2 separate regions of the Anas platyrhynchos genome follow, and region 1 is linked to region 2. A link is a contact called in public Hi-C data. All regions are on one chromosome and are shown on one strand. The core of a region is the stretch at or near the end of the contact, and the rest is flanking DNA. Distances in the headings are between cores, read along the strand shown.

What was found. Hi-C and Micro-C count contacts between places; a contact is called where the count stands out from the background.
Region 1: a contact with region 2 is called in a Hi-C map of liver, with 4 times the contacts expected there. The contact joins two enhancer-like sites. A contact is called at or near these places in 3 of 8 Hi-C or Micro-C datasets (liver, skeletal muscle and subcutaneous adipose tissue).

Annotation. Positions count from the first base shown.
Region 1 is chr10:5,872,190-5,878,469 of IASCAAS_PekinDuck_T2T, reverse strand. All of the region lies in intron 1 of PAK3 (p21 (RAC1) activated kinase 3), which reads right to left. Among named protein-coding and RNA genes, the nearest start is that of CHRDL1, 13 kb to the right of the region's middle. Within about 2 kb of position 3,364, at least 2 of the 8 cell types and tissues checked have an H3K27ac peak or open chromatin away from gene starts, as enhancers often do.
Region 2 is chr10:5,781,789-5,788,658 of IASCAAS_PekinDuck_T2T, reverse strand. LOC110351905 reads right to left here. Exons shown (of 6, transcript XM_072043049.1): 6 at 4,187-4,739. Among named protein-coding and RNA genes, the nearest start is that of AMMECR1, 3.8 kb to the right of the region's middle. Within about 2 kb of position 2,773, at least 1 of the 8 cell types and tissues checked has an H3K27ac peak or open chromatin away from gene starts, as enhancers often do.

The DNA.
Region 1 (6,280 bases), core at 2,115-4,614, 89 kb before region 2:
CAGCTTTTTTCTATTTTAAAATACTTGGGAGGCACACAAGTCCCACAGAGATGGGAGCCATCTAAATATATATAAAGACATAGCTAGATAAATGAATCCATCTGTTGTAATCTAGCAGTTTCATAAAACCAATGAAAAAAATCGACAGTTTCATGAAACCACTAAAGTGCTATTGATACTTTCAAGTGTTTAAAATTCTTCTCAAATGTAGGAAATCAACCAGCCCCTATAGGATTCCTGAAATAAATGGAAAAGGAACAAGACCGTGCATGAAGCTGGTGCAAACAAATACACGGCGTAATTAAAGCAAATTGCCATTAACAATCTAACACAGACTATTACAAATCCCTCCTCGCTCCCCAAAATACATTTTTGACTTCCATGATGTGGCAGCACACACACACACACACACCACCACCCTTCTTCTGTCCCCGGGATCCCAAAGCACCTCGCAGATGGTGCTTGAGCGGCGCCGCCCCACACCTCCACGCTACTTCTCCGCGGGGAAACCGAGAGGCGAAGCGCTTTGCTTGTCGCCTGACAGAAGCATTAAAACGGCCGGAAGGATGTAGGTGTCCTGTCTGCACATATGCCGTGCTCTCACTGCCATATAGCACTTCCAGGATGAATCTGCTTGCAATTAGAGAAAGTTGTTCTTTTACAGACTGCGCTGAGCAATCCACTGACAGCTTTACAGGCAGAGAAGGGCAAAGAAATAGTGTTTTGCTTCAACCCCATGAGCGATGCCTTTTCTCAGCTCTGTGCCTGAAGAGCAGCGTGGCAGCTAGCTCTGGAGCAGTGCTTGGTAAGACCCCACGAACTCACACCAGCTTCCATTTGTTTCAGGCGTTCCGTTTGGTGCAGCCAGGCGACAGGTATGGAAAGCCATTGAGCTGGACAAGGCCAGTGGAAAACCCTTGCAAGTGTTTCCCAGGAAATGTGCCCGCAGGCTCTGCTTCTACGCACCTCACTCCTTTCCCCTCGCCTCCTCGGGGCATTCACGCTCCCCATCTCAGCCATTTGTGGGCCAGTCCTGCTCTGAAGGGAACCAGAGGGCAAGAGACTGAGGGACAGGTGGTGAAGGAGATTTGACAGGCTACATCCTGAAACACTTCCTCGATGAAAGCACAGAGGTACCCCCAGGCCTCGGGGAGCTACCCAAACGCACACGTCCAACACTGGTGTTCATTAAAAAGGCGCCAGCTGTCCCACTCCCTGGGTGGAGTTACTCTCGTCTGCAGGGAGACGTGAAACTATACAGCAGTCAGTCCTCGGGTCCATAACACAGCCCAGACCAGGTGTTACTGCACGCGCAGAGCATTGCAGACCAAGTCCAGGGCTACCTTGTGGCTCCAGGCATCAACATTGCAACAACAGATGGAGCTGCAATGGTAGGTCACTTCTGGAGGTCGTGTCTTGGTTACCATTTGAAGTACTCTTCTATTTCCTTTTTTTCTTCTTCTTCCAGAAGTTGGTAAGTGATGTCTCACTTTTATTATCGGTATTTTATTAGTAAAATACTGTCAGTATGGATAAAAATTACAGATTTCCCCCCATAAATGTTGCAATACGAAAAAACAATCTGCTGTTAATAAAACAGAGACAAATTCCCAAAGGAAATGAATGCTCTTAAAAACCACAAACTCGAAGTAAAAAGCCACTCTGCTATATTTGAGGCAATTACAAAAGAAAAATGAAGAAGACTGTTTCTTCTCAAAACTTGGCAATTTTTATATCACGCTACTGATATTCTTAATGAAAAATGGTGCTTTTATTCACTGCCACTTCTTTTACTTTGGCCAGTGCTGTAGCCAAACATCTGCTTGTTGAGTTAGCAGAGTAAATTGATGGTTAGCAATGCACGAGTTTCCATAGGAGATCTCCACAGACGTTGCCAAAGAAAGTCCTGATCTAAAGCTTTGTAAGGATGCACCAAGGCAGGGAGAAGACTACGAAGAAAGAGAAAGGTCCAGACAAAGTGTCCGTGTAAATGTTCAGACAGGTTGAACTCTTCTCCTGAAAAGCCTCCATGGAGGATTTGGGATGGGTTTTCAGCTGAAGGCCTCCCAGAGCTCTTAGTGCAAGATTTACACTGACCACAAACAAACCCACCGTGACTGCAGAAAGCTGTGAGCACAGAAGTGAGGCCGAAAGTAACGGTGAGATGGCAGACAGCGTGCTGCCGGAAGGGTCTGCTCCTTTCTCTTCTCTCCTCTGACAGTGGTAGAGCAAAATTAATCATGATTATTACAGTCACACCTTCTAAGCCTCTTCTGCTAATATGACATGCATGCTGGCCCTTCTCTACAGCAGAAAAAATCTTAGGAGGCAAGACATATACACCAAATATGTCCCGTTACACTGAATACTGTATATCCAGGAGTCAAGACACAAACCCCCGGAGGCCTGCTGTCCAAGCAGACACAATCCAGACAATCAGTAGCAAGTCTTCCAGGCTTACACTATCTGTACAGGATGGGCCAGGATAATTCAGAAGTGTCAGACTTCAGGACCTTCCAGGCGCAGGTACAGAGAAGGTATCAGCGTGTAGCCAGACCTGAGCAGCATTCCCACCAAACTCCCTTCCCTTCCTATTTGAAGGCAATCAATTGTCACACACCGGAGCTGAGACAAAAAATACAACCATTGACAGAAAATAGCATATTGGCTGAATAATGATTTCAAGGAGATCTGCAAGAAGCCACACAAATCCACGTGAAAATAGTCTGAGCATCCTCTAACGCAGGGCAGTTAGATCCAGCTGAAAACAACTCCTCATTTTTTAAGTGATAAAGAGTTTCTTGCAGGCAAACTATGCAGCCCTGAAGCCTGAATCTTCAGACTATCCACAGCCCAGGGCAGCGCAGAGAAAAAGAAGCAAGCTTCTCCAAAGTGGAGCCTGAGACCCAGAAGGGCCTCCTGCCAAAGCAGCGAGGAAGCTTGGCTCCCAGGATGTTAGGAAGAACGAAGCGTTTTGTCTGCTCGTGTGTACCTGCAGGAACACACCCCAGCCAGTTTTCAGCTCCAATGGGAACTGAAGGTTAATTATTTTCTGCCAGTATGGGGGACAGACTGGGAGTGTAACAGCACCGACACAGAAGCATGGCATGCAGCGTGGTACAAAAGATGTCAGCAGCAAGTTCGGTACCTCTTGGCATGTCCTGAAAATAAACCACCTCTGACTGCTGCTGGCTTGGCTTCTCAAACTCCTTTGGTTGGTGTTCAACAACAGGACATAACTCCAGACCTTGCACACTCTGTACTGCTATTAATTGCTAGTGAAAAAGACATCCATCACAATGCACACCACAAGAATGAATAATTGTGCAACCATTTCCTGAGCAGTTCTTCCTTCCTACCACTGAGGGACAGTGTTTCCTACCTATAGACTGCTAAGAACAGCATATCTGCAAGTTCAGTTTTAATTAGCAATGGTTAATGCCTCCCTTTACTGCCTGAAGAGTTACTTTTTCCGTTATGTGTGTTTAACAAGTTACTGTTTCAGGACAGTGAATTACAGCTCTGTCCTCATCTATGCAGGTAATTCACACAGCGGTAACCCGGCACGCTGATGCTCCTTGGTAGGTACTGACTCTGCCTCCATTTATACCAGGGACACTTCTGTCATCAGCCTCACTCAGAGTGAAGATTACATCTGCTCTTTTCAGAGACAAATCTTTGCTATTGGTCCTGCTTCTTCAGGGATATCTTGTGTTCTGGAAAATAATTTAATCAACCTGATAGACTCCACTACGTAACCTTCTCTGAATTTGGGTTTCGGAAAATACCCACCCTCACCAGAAGGCAGCGTTAACTAACCCTTCCTAACAGGCTGTGGCTTACTTACAGAAAGTGAAGGTTTTATAGGAGGGTAGAGCAGAGATGCCTGGTTTTCCTTTCTTTCACACTCATGCAACTGAGAAATGTCCCTGAAGTAGTTGTGACGGTGACAACCGTCTAGAAGATCTGTAGCTGTACATCAAGCTGGCTTTGTGGCTGCACAACCAAAACACAGCCTCCCTGGGGTCTCTTCAGTGAGAGAAAGCACAAGGCACACCATATCCAGTTAATTATGAGCAACTTAAAATAAATAAATAAATAAAAGCCACCAGTCCCATGAACAGAAGGATGTCCAGATTCAGTATTTCACTGAACAGTACACCCAGCCTTATCTACACGGACAGTCCCATGCAATTAGCCCCCGCTGCTGCTAGCAAGAGACATTGGTAAAGCCAAGTTCCAGATATTTTTACTACCTACCGTCTAGCCCTGCCCTGTAATTAAGTGCAGAGCCCTGCAGATTTCTGCCTGATTAGCTGTTTCAACTAATGAGCGGCTCCAGCCTCAGCCAACACCAAGGGTGAATTACCTGCCACTCACCGGCTCTCTTTGTGGCCGCATGCAGCACGCCACAGGTGCAGAGCTGCGCTGCAGAGAGAGCACAAAGAGGAGAAGGGGCCCACAGACAGACCACGCATGGCTCCCCACACTTCAGTCCCACACACCTAATGGTTTGGATGGCTACACACATGGGATCAAAACCGGATAGTTCCTGTACGGCCATTACCTGAGATATAAAATGTTTGACTTTTTAATTAAGATCTACAATATCGATGTCACAAAATGAGTCTGAAATTACAAGAGCGGGACCTGATCTGATTGTAAAAAGCTCAGCTATTCAATTGAAGGCCAAGGCTCGGTCATAACCAGAGAAAAGTTAAGGTCAGGAGTCCAAGTTCAGGAGTGGAGAAAATAAGAAGCTGAAGGAAACATTATATCCTCCATTAATCCTTGCAGGAGATATGATTTCAGCATGAAAGGATGCAGTCCTGCTTTAAAGTTTCCAAGCAAAAATCGTTCTACTATAACTCCACTCCGAGATAAAAGCAGACGTGAGCCAGTAATACCGGCCTCTTTGCCTGGTGTTTTTATTGGTGCTGCCCTCCGTATTAAAGAAAACAAACACTCTGCTTCTAATATTAAAGATAACTCCAACAGGTCTCCCTTAGAGAACCTTGCTGCTAATCCATGCCTTGTAACACAGTTACCCTTGTGTACATTTGGAAGGTGGCCTGTAGAAGGAAAAGCAAACAGAGGATCGGCTCTTTTAAAACTTTTCCCCAGTCTGGGGAGGGGGGAGTGTTGTTTTCTTGTTGTTGTGTGTTTTTTAATATCAGCTCCTGCTCCCTTCTCTTTTAAGGGCTCGTGGTAGAAGAGTAAGTAACACTGTGACCTCACGTGTGTGACCTCACCATTTTGTACCTGAGGGAGATCTGTATCCTCCCAGGACCTGAAATACCTGAAGGAATGCCTAAGTACAAGAAAGAGCACATTTACTGAGCAGAAATATTCCTCGGTAGCACACATGCTGAACTCAGGAGACAGGAGCTACTGTAACTCTCCTCTCAGCCCGACGGTCACTGCTCCCAGAGCATTTCCTCTTACTGTGTCTCAGCTTCTCCATTTCTAAAAAAAAAGATAACATGAAATGTCCACGAGTTTTCCAGTTCCTGGAGGTAAGACAGTGCGGTGTAAGAGCGGTTATCACTGCCAGCCATGAATCCAGCGGACGAGCAAGGGGCTGATGCCCCAGTTAGCAGATGGGGCACGCACGTTTTGGCAGTGCCTTCAACTTCTTTGTAACGCGACTGGATCCAAAGGGGAAGCGTTTTTAAGGGTGTTGCACCAGCAAACAATCATTTTGCGTTCACTATACTGCCAGACAATAATTTTCTTACCCTTAAATCACGAACCAGATCCTTGTTAAGTATTCCTTTAGCCAGTTCTGTCAGCTTGTCAAAGCGGTGGCACTGAAGGACCAAAAAGCAATCGATTGCCAGCATTGATGAATTTGAGTCAAGTGGAGTGAAAAATTTCCTACTCGTTTACCCTAGCCACAGAGCTGGAGTGCAAAACCTCTTGTGACAAAGAGGAATGGTATTTGTGTTTCCGAATGCACAGAAGAGGGGAGAGCTCTGTGCTGACACAGTCAGCAGGTCGCTCTTCCTCTGCAAGCCAAGACGAGCACACTGACAAACCCTGTCTGCTATCGGCACAATTCGGCTAACAGCTTCAGGTACTGGATGTCGTAGAATAACAGAGAAAGAAGAGAACCTGGAGAACTGGTGCCAGGGTCAACAAAAAGCAAGGTGCATGTGCTGAGCCAGAAGCTGCAAACACTCCTCTGGCTGCTGCATGTTCTGCTCGTAGCAACAGAAATCACTGCTTGTATCAGTTCCCACTGATAAATATTTGGATGAGCTGAAGTGCGAGACAAGCT
Region 2 (6,870 bases), core at 1,524-4,023:
AGGCAAGGAAATTTATATTTTACAGATTATACCCCCTGAAGACCTAGCAAAAGATCACTGCTGTCATCCAATTGAGCAGAATTGAAAAAGCATTGAGAGGGAGACATCAGGAAGATGTCTGACACTCTGCTCCCCTCCCTCCCCTTACCCCACGCCGAATCAGACTGCCACCAGCCATAGCATCCAGAGCCCAGGCAATTCAAGACGGCCCTGCTGACCCCTACATCCTTCTCCCCCTTTCTTTTCAACAGGGCACACGGGGAGAGGTTAAAGGGAAAAAAGAAAAGCATGTTAGCACTAGAAAATCTCAACTGCAGATTTGATGAAGCTTTTGTACTGCCCAAACAGACAGTACAGTTGATGATTAAATACCAAGTATGAAAAAAATATAGAAGCAGAGAAGGCATGCTAATTTCATTTTACAGTGAACTGCAACATTACATCTGCTGAGAACTTTGTATTAAACTCAGAGCATTTCCACTAACCTTTTCCCCATAATTTTAAACCTTGGGAGGGGTTTAAAAGCAACACTACTGAAAACCATGGTGCTGTAGTGGAAAAATGTGTTACATGGAACAGATCCTCCACCTCTGTTTGTCCATGAAAATATTATTTTCCATTAACCATAACACAGGAATCCTGCACCACTGTCTTTGAGGATGATTATGAGGAACTGCTTTTAAATACTACTTTGGGGCCTTTTTGAACCGGTGGGACATTCTTAAAATACCATCAAATTATTTTCCTTGCTTAAAACTAATAACAACACTTTAAAATATGTTCAGCTTCTTGTCCACACCCAGTTTGTTGACAGGTTGTAATTAGATCCACCAGGGATTCATACTGAATAATTTCTCAGTGTGTTATAAGCAAGAACTGTCAAACAGCAGAGTTAAACCTTGGGTATCATTCTACAGGCCTCAGGCAGAATACTTACTGTAGTCATAAGAATTTTTCTTGAGAAAAGACCAAGGGATTAAACTGTTGAAGAAAAAGAAAGATTTTATGAAAACCTGCTGGCCAGTTTACACATCAGATAAACTGGTGTTGGAAGCAGCAGGCTATTGGGAGAGGAATGTAAGACCTCGTGTGCTCAGCCAGATTGATTCAACCACTACAAAATCTTGTCTCTGGAAATCAAAACTTTGCACGCACAGTGAGAAACAGAGCCCTAGGACTGGAGCAAGGCCATAGGCCCTCTGATATGGAAATTACACTATCAGAATTCAACTTTATCAAAAGAATGGTTAAATATAGTCCTAATACAGCACTAAATATAGCCCTACTGCAATGCAACCTTATCTCCAGGTACATGTTTCTGTGCTTTCCTGAGTCAAGGTATTAAAGAACACAGGCTTTCCTACAGCTGTTCCTACCTAGACCAAGAAATACAAAATTTCAAGGCTAGGTGTAGCCACAGAAGATGCCTGACTTCTTCACTTACAGGAAGAACACCACGAGCTGACCAAAATGCCACTGCTGTGGAGAGCTCAGATGCAGAGCAACGAGCTCTGAGACAGAAAAGGTAGCAACGAGTCTCCAAGAAAATTTTGCAGTGATGGTACACAACGTGAAACCTAACTGGCATTGAATGTTTTGTTCTTTTTCAGGGTTTTTTAACTGTTTTTGGACACTTTCAAATTCTCCCAGTTTCAACACGTACCAGAAGCAAGCCATGCACTGAAGGAAAGCACAGGCTCGGACTCCAGTCTAGGGCCTGATCTATTCTTCCCGTACAGCTCTTCACAAGACATTTAACTTCTCTACTCCATTTCTTCCTCATTACAAAATTGCTACCCTAACTCAAAGGGCTGCCGCGGTACTACTTTGTTATGCATAATTTCCCGGTGTATTTAGATATAATAGATAGATTATACATAGAATAGATAGATAATGTACGTATGTATATATGTGTGTACATTATATGTACATATAATAGATAGATATAATATATTGTATTTAGATAGTCTGACTGCAGGCAGTAGAGATATAACAAGTATGTTTAAGCCATCCTAGGACAGAATCACCACACCAGAGATGGAAAATGATGGTGAGAGAAGGGAACGGCAATACAGCAACTGCAATAGCAACATTTCCCACCAGTATCAGACAGGATGACACTTCTGGGCTTCCAGCTGCATCTGATTTCTAATAGAAACTTTAAAGTCAAATCAAGTCCAACAGAAAGCCCAAACTCTTTTTACGTAAGTCCATGCATTTAGAAACTGAGCTAATCCCAACTATGAGATGACGTTTCTTGTTTTTACCACTGTAAATCCCAGCTTAGAAAAGGATATACTAATTTTCTAACTCTACTGATCTGATAGGAGTAAGTTTAGAAAGGTTGAGTAAAAGTGCTAGAGCTATTCTGAATCACAGTTGTACGATGCAGCAGAATTAGGATCATTTTGCTTACTATTTTCCCTAACATTCACAATAAAACTTTTGGGAATGGAGTTGTTAATATCCCAAAATTAGCTGCTCTGGAGTGTTCTGATAAAAAATATTGTATATAAAAAACTGAACAAACATTGAATGCTTCACAGCATGGCAATAAGTGTGATTTTGGTGGTTGTTAGTATCAATTTCTTACTATACTCTCACTTTGCTGAGGCAAATCTGCAATGCTCAGGCCAAGCAGATGCAGAATGTATCAAATTAGTACCTTAGGGCAATGAATGCAGTAAGATGTTTCATTATAAACTCGGGGAAGCAAACTATATCCTTGACATACTCTGCTCCCAGACATTGCTGAGGCAATTGATTCCTTTATGTCTCATGTGAGGATCACCAGAGAAAATCTCTGGAGCTAGTCATTAATCACTCAAAGCATAGCACGGAGTCAGAATTTTTGAACTGATGCCAAAAGCAGTTGCGGAGATTTGCAGTGATGACTGATGAGCAACTAAGTGCCTGGAGGGAGGGAAAGGTTTTGGCTTTCCTGTGGTTTGGGTTTTTTAATTTTCTTTTTCACTGATTATGACAGAATCCTTATAGGGATCTCACAAAATCTGTCAGTTGGCCCTCTGAAGAAAAGAAAATAAATTTTACAGAGAGCTTAAATAATGTCGGGACCTTTCCTGTAGTTATACAGGATTAGACTTACCCACCCCAAAAGTAGGTTTCCAACTAATCAAGGTAACCAAGACACAGGACAAGAGAATAGGCCTGGAACACACCAGGGTGGGATGAGATGCAACAAGAATGCATTTGGCAAGGGAGATTGGGATTAAAAGTGAGTTTTAAACACAGAGGAAATGTCCCAGACAGTAGAGTAGAAAGGTAAAAAGTGGAGAGAAGAAATAAGAGGAAACGTGAAGAGCTTCTGGTAGGTAACAGAAAGTGTCTGCATCCAATTAGCTTTAGCTAGAATGGCAGAAATACGACGTAGCAAGCCCTTGTGGTTCAGTTGTAATGTACAGGAAGGGTCCTTTTTTCAGGTTTCTGCCATAATGGAGGTATTTGGCACCTTTCTGCACACTGCTCAGATAAACAGTGCTAGCTGTACCGAAACAAAGAAAAAGACAATTGCAGCAATCATATCCATCAACCTCAGGTTGCCCTACGCTATCAAACCCAGCCCCTTACAGTTGAAATGATTCAGCTAGAAATATCCGTCAAGGCACTGATATGTATTATTATGATATGCCCTGGGACACTACTGCTGCCATTGAGGCACAACCACTCAGATTTCAAAAGGTTCTAGTGAACAGAAGATAGCTTACCCTTGTGGGCACTACACTGAGCGTTTCATTTCCAGCATTTCATGACAGCATAATGTATTATTGTATTCTCAAGGCCATTAATTATTTCACCATTAACAGACACTTTCAGCAGATTTCTCCAAGTTTATTACTTTAATAAGGACCACATCCAGCACCCTGAATCAATTTTTTTCCTATTGATTTCAATGGAAGCAGGATTTTTGGTCAATGTTCCCTCATGTAATTAAACCAAGGATTTTCTCCACCCTAGTAGCTAAGATATTTTATTAACTTAGTGATTAGCTTGTTTTGACTTTTAAAAGCCCTTGTGTGAGCTTTGTTCTTTTTCAACTCCAACTAAGTTCATCCTTACAGTTCTCATGCTGTACTGTAAGACACTGTACCCTTCCCACCGATTTTATGAGGACTGCCATGTGAGGCCTGTTTATTTCAAGTCATGGTTACAGTTTTGGGTAATACAAAATGTTTTTTTTGTACCAACTCTAGCACTGTCATTAAAAGATAATAATCTGTCAATCCACTGGGTATTTTCCTACTTCAGTGAGTTACATGTGCCAGACACCACTTTGAAGTTCATACTCCAAAGAGTTCCCTGAACACCAGACTGGCTGATAGGAAAACCAGTTGGTGACATCCTGCCCCACTGAAGTGTGTAAAACATTTGCTTGTATTTCACAGTTTGTTTTTGCTTGAATAGTTTCTCTAGTGGAGTTCTCATTTACAGCCACGCTGGTCTGGTCAGCAGATTGCAGTGGTAGGAACGGGACTGTGTTTCTCCAGATCAACCAACACTTTCAGGCAAGACCATTCAAACGCCACTGGATGCTCAAATCCAAATCCTGGTGTGCTCACAGACACACAGCTGGTTTACTGCTCACACTTGCTTATACGACAGGCTCACAGCATAGCCTTGGTGAGACAGCACTGGTTCCAGTTACTTCTTTATGGAAAGATGAAAGCCAGCTCTTAGGTTACAGAGTGCTCAAGTCGTGTGATATTAAGGAAACGACTGAACTGGAGAAAAAGAGAAGAGCATCCAACCATTTAGCTCTCAAGAGTGTGCTAGATATTTTAGAGGTATAATGATATAAAGCATCCCATTTAGCAGAAAGAGATCTACTTGATCCATACATCTATTTAATAGGCACCATAAGCACCCGTGTTTCACTCTAAGAACGATGAATGTATGCTACCGTCTTTGTTTCCATGCCAAACCACCCATCTGTTCTCTGCTCAGAAATCTGTCATACTTTTTTCTTTTCACTTTTGCCCCATGTTATATTTAAGTTAAAAAATACAAAAACAAGCATTATCTCATATGTATAATTTATATTCTAAGCTCTCAGCACTAATGAAATTCAACAGAGAGAGAATGGCTCAGCATACTAAGTTTCCCATTGTTCGAGACAAAGCACAGCTTTATTGTGTTGCATTAGCAACCTCTTTATAAAAAGGAAAGACAAAAAGAGTGTTTGAATTAATGACCTCATTTGTAGAAAATAAAATCTCCTTTTTTAATGCATAGCTCATCTACTACCACACAGATACTAGCCTCTAATGGTAGCCTTATGCTGAAGTATCACTAGCAGAGTACCACATGTGATGAATTACCCACTAGCTGCCATTATTCTTGGCTTTAGGTTTTATTAACTTACTAAAAAGGTGACTATGCAGTCTTTTGTATTATCACTTGCTGTTTCAAAGACAGGAACAGGTTTGTTAGGGCTTTTTAGGAGATTCATAATCAGACTTCTTGAGCTTACCATTAAATTTGAGATAATATATACCAATATGAAGTATGTGTGAGTAATTACTGCTATTTGTCTGGGAGTGGATGCTACACCATGAGAGTCATAATTATTTAGGCCATAATTTCTAATACTCTACATTTAGTTTTGGTCAGCAGAAGCACTTCAGAGACCGGCTGTTGGCATATAAATACAACAACGAGCAGCCTACTTCGGGCAGTGTCTGCTCCTCTAGCTTCTGGAACACTTCAGATCAGAACAGTCAGAACTGCAGATACAGCAAATGATCTGATAAATGCATGTTTTCCTCCAAAGCACCTGCAAAAGGGAAGGTCACAGCCAGGCATTCTCTGCCTTTGTAAATGTGCAACTTAACTACTTCTTTATTTTCATAGGACAAATGCCTAACTCCTTAGCCCCAGAGAACTTCGCTGTAGCATGAAACGACAGCAACTAGTATATATTAAATATATTCCCATACACACAGCATTTGCAAGACAAAATGCTCTGATATTCTTAAAGAAGTATAGTTTCATGGCTTGTCCTTTAAAGTGGACAGTCCTACGGAATGATCACACATCTCTGTGGCTGAAGCACATTACCCATGTTGTTCTCCTTACGATGCCATTATTGTCTGGCATGACTTGACAATCTGATGGCAAAACAAACGCACACTGAAGTAAGGGCAATATCCAGCCTTTTTTCTCAGATGCATAATTGTTTTCCAAAAGCAGCAGCTTCTCATAACCCAGTCCCATGTGGCTGAACCTAACCCAGATATAGCACTGAAAGCTCTTTCCCTTTTCAGTGTCAGTACAAAGAAAACCGGGGACTAGCTCCTAGCCCATGCTCTGGCAGCTTTAACACTGTCCTAAATAGGTTACTGAGGATTACTTTTGGCACTATTTGGGAAACTTAAATGGCTTCAAGCCAATGTACCCAGCTTTGTGCCAACTGCTTCTTGTTCTCTTCTAAATCAGGGAAGTAACATAAAAAAGTGCCAGGGAGCAAGCTGAGGGCTGGGGCTGAAGGATGCTACACTCCAGCGATCTGTGTGAGCACAGGGAATCCATAGGCGCCACCTCTACAGACCAGAACAACCTGGAGCAGTCCTTAGGCTCCTGTCATTTGTTCTGGGCACAGCACAGAGACACCAGTGTCTCCTCTGAGGCTGTGACACTCTAGCGATTCTTGAAATTTTGTCCATAAGTCACTGCTTGCAGAAAAAATTCTCAAAGTGTTATAGCACCCTTTCTCCTGCAAAATGTTACCTGAAATGTTTTCACTCTGTGGGACTACAAATGGCTTAAAGGAGGAATTTAACATACACCCCACAGAAGGCAGAGGTTTTCAGAAATTAGAACCGTGCAATTTCCAAGACCTCTGCAAAACATCAG